2 separate regions of the Mus musculus genome follow, and region 2 is linked to region 1. Evidence: chromatin contacts called from public Hi-C data. All regions are on one chromosome and are shown on one strand. Each heading gives the region's core, a stretch centred on a gene start, on an enhancer-like site or on the middle of the called end of the contact. The rest is flanking DNA. Distances are from core to core; before and after follow the strand shown. Region 1 overlaps St3gal1 (ST3 beta-galactoside alpha-2,3-sialyltransferase 1). Region 2 overlaps 1700012I11Rik (RIKEN cDNA 1700012I11 gene).

What was found. Hi-C and Micro-C count contacts between places; a contact is called where the count stands out from the background.
Region 2: a Hi-C map of muscle stem cells shows a contact between it and region 1, with 3 times the contacts expected there. The contact joins two enhancer-like sites. A contact is called at or near these places in 2 of 39 promoter capture datasets (the C10 cell line and stem cell-derived epiblast-like cells), 3 of 484 Hi-C or Micro-C datasets (conventional dendritic cells, muscle stem cells and myocytes) and 1 of 9 other capture datasets (adipose tissue).

Annotation. Positions count from the first base shown.
Region 1 is chr15:67,114,854-67,118,955 of GRCm38.p6, reverse strand. The region is part of intron 3 of St3gal1 (ST3 beta-galactoside alpha-2,3-sialyltransferase 1); the gene reads left to right. Among named protein-coding and RNA genes, the nearest start is that of Gm31400, 53 kb to the left of the region's middle. Within about 2 kb of position 2,050, at least 148 of the 459 cell types and tissues checked have an H3K27ac peak or open chromatin away from gene starts, as enhancers often do. A contact at or near this core is called in muscle stem cells, where this site is marked.
Region 2 is chr15:67,238,658-67,242,759 of GRCm38.p6, reverse strand. It overlaps 1700012I11Rik (RIKEN cDNA 1700012I11 gene), which reads right to left. Exons shown (of 9, transcript NR_045140.1): 2 at 3,038-3,117. Among named protein-coding and RNA genes, the nearest start is that of 1700012I11Rik, 14 kb to the right of the region's middle. Within about 2 kb of position 2,134, at least 2 of the 459 cell types and tissues checked have an H3K27ac peak or open chromatin away from gene starts, as enhancers often do. A contact at or near this core is called in muscle stem cells, where this site is marked.

The DNA.
Region 1 (4,102 bases), core at 801-3,300:
CCAACTAGGGGCCAAATCTCCAAATGCGAGAGCCTAGGGAGGAAGTTCTCATTCAAACCACCACGCCTACTATGTTCAGAAGAGTGTTGCAGGTTTCCGAGGGAAAGGCAAGACAGCATGACACTGAAGGACTGACTTAGGAACCAACAGGGCCCTTCCTAGCCTTGGCCCAGAGCTAGCTCCTTTATGCAAGGCCTTTACCTTGCATTCTGTTGAATGGGGCTGAATGTTTCTAGCAGTTCCAGGTGGCTTGAGAAGGTCAGCCTCTCAGGGCCTAACTTCCTCCTCTACAAAACAGGGTTCCAGAAAGTTGCCCAGAGACTCCGGCTGCTTGAGCTTCATGTATCAGTTGCTTTTCTCACTAATATGGCAAAATGTCTGGCAGAAGGAACTTAAGGAAGGAAGGGGCGTATATTGGTTACTCTGACCAAAAGCAACGTCTACAAGAGTACTGATGTACTTCCTCCAGCATACGTCGACCTCCTAACGGCTCTGTAGCTTCTCCAAACAGTGCTGCTATCTAAGATCATGCATTCAAATACATGATCCATTTTTCATTCCAACCATCATTATTAGAGGGCTCTGTTTTGGCTCCCAGCTAGGGTAGAGATCACCTTGGCATGGGTAGCCCAGTGGAGGGATAGGGAGTGACTGAGCACATTGCGTCCACAGTTAGGAAGCAGAGAGCAGTGAATGCTGGCACTTGGGTGACTTTCTCCTTATTCAGTCCAGAATAATGTCACCTATATTCAGGAGAGGTCTTCCCAGCTCAGTTAAACCTTTCTAGAGAACCTTTTTCATAGAAATCCTTTTGAAAAAAAGAAAAAAACATGTGTGTGTATGTGGGGTGTGTGTGTATGTGGTGTGTGTGTGTGTGTGTGTGTGTGCATGTGAAGGTGCCTGTAGAGGTCAGAAGTGGGCATAGATCCCTCAGAACTGAGATTACATACGGGCCTGTGTATGGTGTCCAATGTGGGATCTAGGATTCAAACCCTGATCCTCTATAAGAGCAGTCAGTGCTCTTAACCTCTGAGCCATTTCTCCAGCTACTTCCTTCTGCATTCATAAGATTTATTGTGCTTCTATGGAAATTCTAAACCTAGTCAATGTGACAAGGAAAAGGATCCATCACACCCGGGTATACTACGCACAAAGGCTGTTAGGCGATAGCTCCGTCTGGGATGGGCCAGCCAAGTAGAGGTAAAATGGAGAGGCATGGGAGCTGCCAGGCTTGGTTAGAGTTGTCCTAGGGATCTGTAAGGCAAGCAGTGAGGATCCGGTCTGAGAATATGGATAGAAAACGAGTGCTTCTCAGAGACCAGTCACTTGCAAAGTTGAGGAAAGCGAGGAGGTGTGAGACCTCAGGCATTTAGGGAAGCCATTCTGGCTGGGACCCTGAAACCAGGAAGCTTCAGAAAGTCAGCACAGAACACACCTACCTTCAGCCTTAAGGTAGTCCTTAGGCATGTCCTCCGGGGCAGTGTCAAGCCACCTGCAGCCACCACCACTAAGGTAGGACAGAAGGAAGGCCTCGGCTCACTCTTCTATCAACCCAGACATCGACTAACAGACTCCAGAGCTGTCTGAGCAGTGCATCACTAGAGGGGGAGGGCGTATGAAGGAGGGTAGGTAAACCCCCTCACTGTGGTAGACAGTGACCCAATTGGGGGTCCCGGTCAGCAATAAACAGGACTCCCTAAAAGTCCTCGGCTGGCATATAGCAGTGATACCTTTGTGTAGGACTCAACCATTTTAAAAGCAGACAGCTCCCTAGCTCTTGGCTGCCCCTTGCTTTGACTTTAACCACAAAGTTCTAGAATTCACCTGGAAGATTTCAACATCTCCAGTCTCCCAGGCTTCCCAGACAGCTGTACTGAGCAACATCTTCAGGGAGGAAGCTAGTCACCAAGTGTCAACAGCAGATGCTCTGAGAAGTCCTCAGCTGCTGGTGATAAGTGGCCCAGGAGCCTGAGCAAGCGGCATTCCCCTCCACCGGCGAGCCCCAGCCAAGAGCTTTCCAGCTCTGACTCACTGGGCCGTGGGTTCTCCAAATGAGGGATTAAAGCAGAAGTGAGGCACACCCTTGTATGAGAACACAGTAACCCCAGATCCTGCTCAGGGGATGCAACTTTCAGAGCCAGCATCTGCTTCCTGGAATTTCTTGCTTAGCACAGAGTAGATGTGCCAGAGACAGGAAAGGAAGGGCAGGGCGATGTCTGGGCTTTTCATTTCCAAGTCTGAGAAAGCACCGTATTTGAGGGGAGGAGCAAGTTCAAATTCACGGTTCAGTTCCTGGGTGCGTAGATTCAGTCAAAGGCTTCCCCACTAAGCCTCAATCCCATCACCTGTGCATTGGTGATGAAGATAACTCATTTCCATGCATGTTAGATGCCAGGAGGCTCTGCTTGTACTTTCTATAGACCCTTAAAGAAGAGTGACCGTTCTGCCTTATGGAGCAAACCCAGCAGAGAGGTAGAATGACCTACACAGGGCCTATCACCTGGGAAAGGTAGGCTCAACATTCCCTAGGCCTAACTGACGACAAAGACTTGCTCTAGTCAAAGCCCAGTGCACGGGACTCATCAGAGGTCTAACAGGTGGCAGCTAGGACCCTGAACTGCAAAGTACAAAGAACCAGTTGGCCCCATCCAACCCTGGGGCCCAGTGTTATAAGGGTGATGGGCCTCTCCTGGGGGGGGGGGGAGGTGTACTCTCACAGGCTCCAAAGGGCAGTACATTCGTACGCCTAAGCATGGGGGAAGGGAATCGGAGGGACAGGCAGGTGGAAACTGGAAAGTAAAACCACTGTGGAGAAGCCCCTGGGCAGTCAACTAGCTAGCTGCTAGCTCACTGGGTCAGCCTCACTGTTTGGCTATTTGCTGTATCTCTAGTTCTGGGATCCCTAACACACACACACACACACACACACACACACACACACACACACACACACTGTTAGGACCACTTTCCCCGGGGCCTCAGAAAGCACCGAATAGTCAGGTGCCACCACCTAGAGGAACTGAGACAGGGTGTCCCTGGCTTGTATTCTTTAATGCCTGGTATCATTTGGTCCTTTAAATAAACTTGCCCTTGAGACAGTCCAGCCATCTTGGGGTACATTGTCCACAGGAAGCATCCGGGATTCAAGGAATAGAAACAGCCACGGCTGGTGTTATTTACACTCGGTGCTCTGTGCTGGTCCCCTTTATGCCAGTCATTCTTCCCACCTTGGCCTGAAGCAACAGTGTTTTAGGAAGCAAGGATCAGAGAAGTTCAGAGTCTGGCTCACAACGCACAGGAACTGTGTGGTGTGCCTTCTATGACTGTTTTTACTCTGGTGCTGTTGGCCAGGCTCCACTGAACACTTTCCATAAGAAGACTAGGTGGCACCAAATAGCCACTGATCAGGACAGGGCTTGAGAGCAGTTTGAAGAAGGCGCTCTCTTCTCTATAGCATGTTCGAGGCATTCCGCTGCCCTGGGTCTTACTCTCTGGTTTCTGGTTCTGCTATATGAAGCCAGTGAGCGAGAACCCAGAGGCCTGGAGATGGTCTACTTTTCAGTGATGAGAAAGACAAGATTTGGCCAAAAGTCATTGGGCCTTGAGTCAAGGCTGCCATCAAAAGAATGTCTAGCATAGAGATAATAAACAAGCTGTTTCTGGGCCCCTCTGGGCAGGGCAGAGGCTGTTGAGGCCCCAGTTGGTACTTTGTTCTTTCCTGCCTAGCCACCTGCTCAAGTTTATAAAGAGGGGCGATACGCTGAAACTCAGTGGAGCCTCCCTGTCTGACACGGGGTCTAACACGGGTAAGACCCTTTCTCCCCACCACGTCCAACAGTGGCTGCAGAGCAGACAACTCCAGGGAGAAACAGCCAAGGTCTGAAGGGTGGGGACAGCTGAGGGATGGGAGGTGAAGTAGGCTGAAGAGAAAAGATAAAGTGGAGATGAAGCTGCCTATGTCCTGCAAAGGGTGAATGCTGACTCCCAGGGCAGCAGTGAGACAAACGGAGATATGCTTGAAAGGGTGGAGAGATAGATTAAATTTTCAGACACTACGTCCAACACTGAGAGGCTGTGTCCATAGCAAAGGAAACCATGGGGT
Region 2 (4,102 bases), core at 885-3,384, 120 kb before region 1:
CCATCTTTTGATACATATGCAGCTAGAGTCAAGAGCTCCGGGGTACTGGTTAGTTCATAATGTTGATCCACCTATAGGGTTGCAGATCCCTTTAGCTCCTTGGGTACTTTCTCTAGCTCCTCCATTGGGAGCCCTGTGATCCATCCATTAGCTGACTGTGAGCATCCACTTCTGTGTTTGCTAGGCCCCGGCATAGTCTCACAAGAGACAGCTACATCTGGGTCCTTTCGATAAAATCTTGCTAGTGTATGCAATGGTGTCAGCGTTTGGATGCTGATTATGGGGTGGATCCCTGGATAAGGCAGTCTCTACATGGTCCATCCTTTCATCTCAGCTCCAAACTTTGTCTCTGTAACTCCTTCCAAGGGTGTTTTGTTCCCTATGGGCACAGGGGAAAAATTCCTGAACAGAACAGCAATGGCTTGTGCTGTAAGATCGAGAATTGACAAATGGGACCTAATGAAACTCCAAAGTTTCTGCAAGGCAAAAGACACCGTCAATAAGACAAAGAGACCACCAACAGATTGGGAAAGGATCTTTACCTATCCTAAATCAGATAGGGGACTAATATCCAACATATATAAAGAACTCAAGAAGGTAGACTTCAGAAAATCAAATAACCCCATTAAAAAATGGGGCTCAGAACTGAACAAAGAATTCTCACCTGAGGAATACCGAATGGCAGAGAAGCACCTGAAAAAATGTTCAACATCCTTAATCATCAGGGAAATGCAAATCAAAACAACCCTGAGATTCCACCTCACACCAGTCAGAATGTCTAAGATCAAAAATTCAGGTGACAGCAGATGCTGGCGAGGATGTGGAGAAAGAGGAACACTCCTCCATTGTTGGTGGGATTGCAGGCTTGTACAACCACTCTGGAAATCCGTCTGGCGGTTCCTCAGAAAATTGGACATAGTACTACCGGAGGATCCAGCAATACCTCTCCTGGGCATATATCCAGAAGATGCCCCAACTGGTAAGAAGGACACATGCTCCACTATGTTCATAGCAGCCTTATTTATAATAGCCAGAAGCTGGAAAGAACCCAGATGCCCCTCAACAGAGGAATGGATACAGAAAATGTGGTACATCTACACAATGGAGTACTACTCAGCTATTAAAAAGAATGAATTTATGAAATTCCTAGGCAAATGGATGGACCTGGAGGGCATCATCCTGAGTGAGGTAACACATTCACAAAGGAACTCACACAATATGTACTCACTGATAAGTGGATATTAGCCCAAAACCTAGGATACCCAAGATATAAGATACAATTTCCTAAACACATGAAACTCAAGAAAAATGAAGACTGAAGTGTGGACACTATGCCCCTCCTTAGAAGTGGGAACAAAACACCCTCTTGTTTTTCTGATGTCCAAATACAGGGCCATGATGGCATGAGGAGGCTATGAGTAAGTTGTCACAGTAATGTACAGAAGACTGTGGATGAAGAGGTCCCAGAACTGGGTGCGAATGCGTGTGCGGTTCAGATTGAGCTGAGAAGGAAAGCAGGGAAAAACAGAGGTTTCTGGGGATTTCTGTCACTGTCTCTGAAGCAGAGATTCTTGAGGTAAGGAAAAGTAGTGGTTAGTCCTGCACATTAGGCAAGGTTGATTCCATCTTTATTCACAGTGTTGGATGCTCCAAGTCCTGATCATCTCACCGCCATTACTTTTGGGGCTGAGCTGAAGACTGCCTCATGGTGGAAGTGTACGGCCAAGAATGAAAATCCCTAACCACCGTCTACAAACACTTGTCCTTATACCTACAGGTAAGTGTAGTCTTGTCCCTTCATCAAGGAAACTTCTCTTTGCCACAGTTGGAGACAACTACAAAAAACAAAATCCACTATCAAGCAATATTCAGAGTTGTAGAGCACAGACACAATGGAACAATGGATCCATATATAAAACACTCCTCCACTGAAGGCTCATAGATCATTGTGGAAGAAGCGTAAAGAGACTGTAAGAGCCAAGGATCAGAATTTGCTGTGCGACCCTGCCTCTACAACCATTAAGTCTCACTAACATGATTACATGTGAACTAAAAGGGAAGACACCAATGGGCATGCCAAAGGGCATTAGGAAGTGCCCATGAGTCATCAAGACTGGGCAAGAACTAGAGACAACTGAGTAAAGCTAAGAGCTAGAAATATAAATCCTCCCCAAGGAAGAAGAACACATCAATTGTCTGCCCAGTGCCCATCAGTGAGCCTTAAGAATGTACATAAAAGTAAAATCATATGTACCCAACCAAGTATGTTTAGGTGTTTGTGTGTGTGTGTGTGTGTGTGTGTGTGTGTGTGTGTGTGTGTATCTGTGTGTGTCTGTGTGTGTGTGTGTGTGTGTGAGAGAGAGAGAGAGAGAGAGAGCGAGCGAAAGAGAGATTGTGTGTGTGTGTGTTTGTGTGCAAAAACAATTAGTGAAAAAAGAGGTTATTAATTGGAAAAAGAGGGGCATATGGGAGAGTTTGGGGAGAGCAAAAGAGAGAATTATTGTAAGTACTTTATATCTCAAAAATAAGATATAAAAAGAAAAAGAAGAAAGAAAGAAAGGGTTAAGATCTTAACAGTCTTTTCCAGAACCTTCCAGTGACCTAAAGAGCTCCCATGACCGTATCACTTTCTCATAAAAACCTCCTGGGATGAAGCATTGCACATGGCTTGGAGAGGCACTCAGTGTCCATGCCATGGTAATTAGCCACACCACATCCAGTTCCTCAGCTGTGGGGGACAGTCAGAACCTCTTAGCTTCACACATGAAAGCAGACGGTTGTAGATTGCCGGCCTTCCTGAGAATATGTATTACCACCCCTTGCAGTATCTCAAGCAAGACTGGCTGTCAGCTGGCCTTTTCTGCAGCAGTGGTCAATGGAAATACTAGGCATTCACCTCTGTTGTCCCAAGCTGCATGATAATGCCAAAGTAGACATGAGTCACTGTGCCTCACATTCTCAACCTCCACGTGGATTTCAGCTGCCTGTGGAATCGATATTTCCAGGACACATTGGCTTTATACTGTCAGAGTCTTACCTAGAAAATGCATAACACAGCAGTATTTTCCTCTGCCCAGAAAGGAACCATCTCTGTGGGTATGTTTTCCAAACCGTTACCTACAAATAAGAGGCAGATAGAGTAAGGAGAGCAACTCAGGCTTCCCTCAAGAAAAAGGAAGAGAAAGGAAAGGAAGATAATGGGCTTTTGGTCATTCCTGCTGAGAATCCTAAGCAAGGTCCAATGTTCATCCCAGGTAGCCCTCACTGGATGTGGACTGACTGTACCCAGCGGCATCCTCCTAACACAGCCTCACATTGCCTTTTCTTCCCATTTCTTCACTTCTGATCCTTAAAGACACAGTCAATTAAGCCATCTGAATATAGTAACCCTTTCTAACTCTGTCTTCACTGGACTCTAGTTGGGGCCCTATCGCTGCAACCAACTGTGCCATCTTATTCTGGGTCAATGTTGGCTCAAGACCCATTGAATTGTTGACACCAATTTTCTATACTCCTGCAACCAGAACAACACAGGTGGGTGAAAAGATATTAATAAGCTCGGCTTCTGAACACATTATGTTTTTGAGAAAATCATGTCTTTGGGAATGAATAAACTACAGTCAATCCTTTACCAATTCAATTTTTTTGAGGGAAATTATAATGAATTCAACATTCATCCTACATGAGAGAGAGGGAGGAAGGAAGGAGGAGGGCAATATAAAGGTAATAAAGACATGGGATACACAAATGAGATGCACAGATCTGGTATTCATTTTTAAGGCAATATTTTGTTTCCGTTGGAGGAAATTTGATGATGTTATATAACAAATTATGCAGATTCTTAGTCGATTAAGCCTATGAAGTTATACTCTCTTTTTATACTGAATGTCCATCAAGGGAAAACTGAAGGCTCTGGCCATGGTATCAACACCCCAGGATCAAGCTCATAGATTAGCCACTGTATGATTCATTCTTGGCTGTAGAGGGAAGCATATCTAGGCAACGCACTTATAAGCCCTTACAGTTTCCAGTTAGATTTAACCTCTGCTCAATAACCTCTGTTCAAGGGTCACTGGCCAAAGTCCTATTCACACCTGGAGAC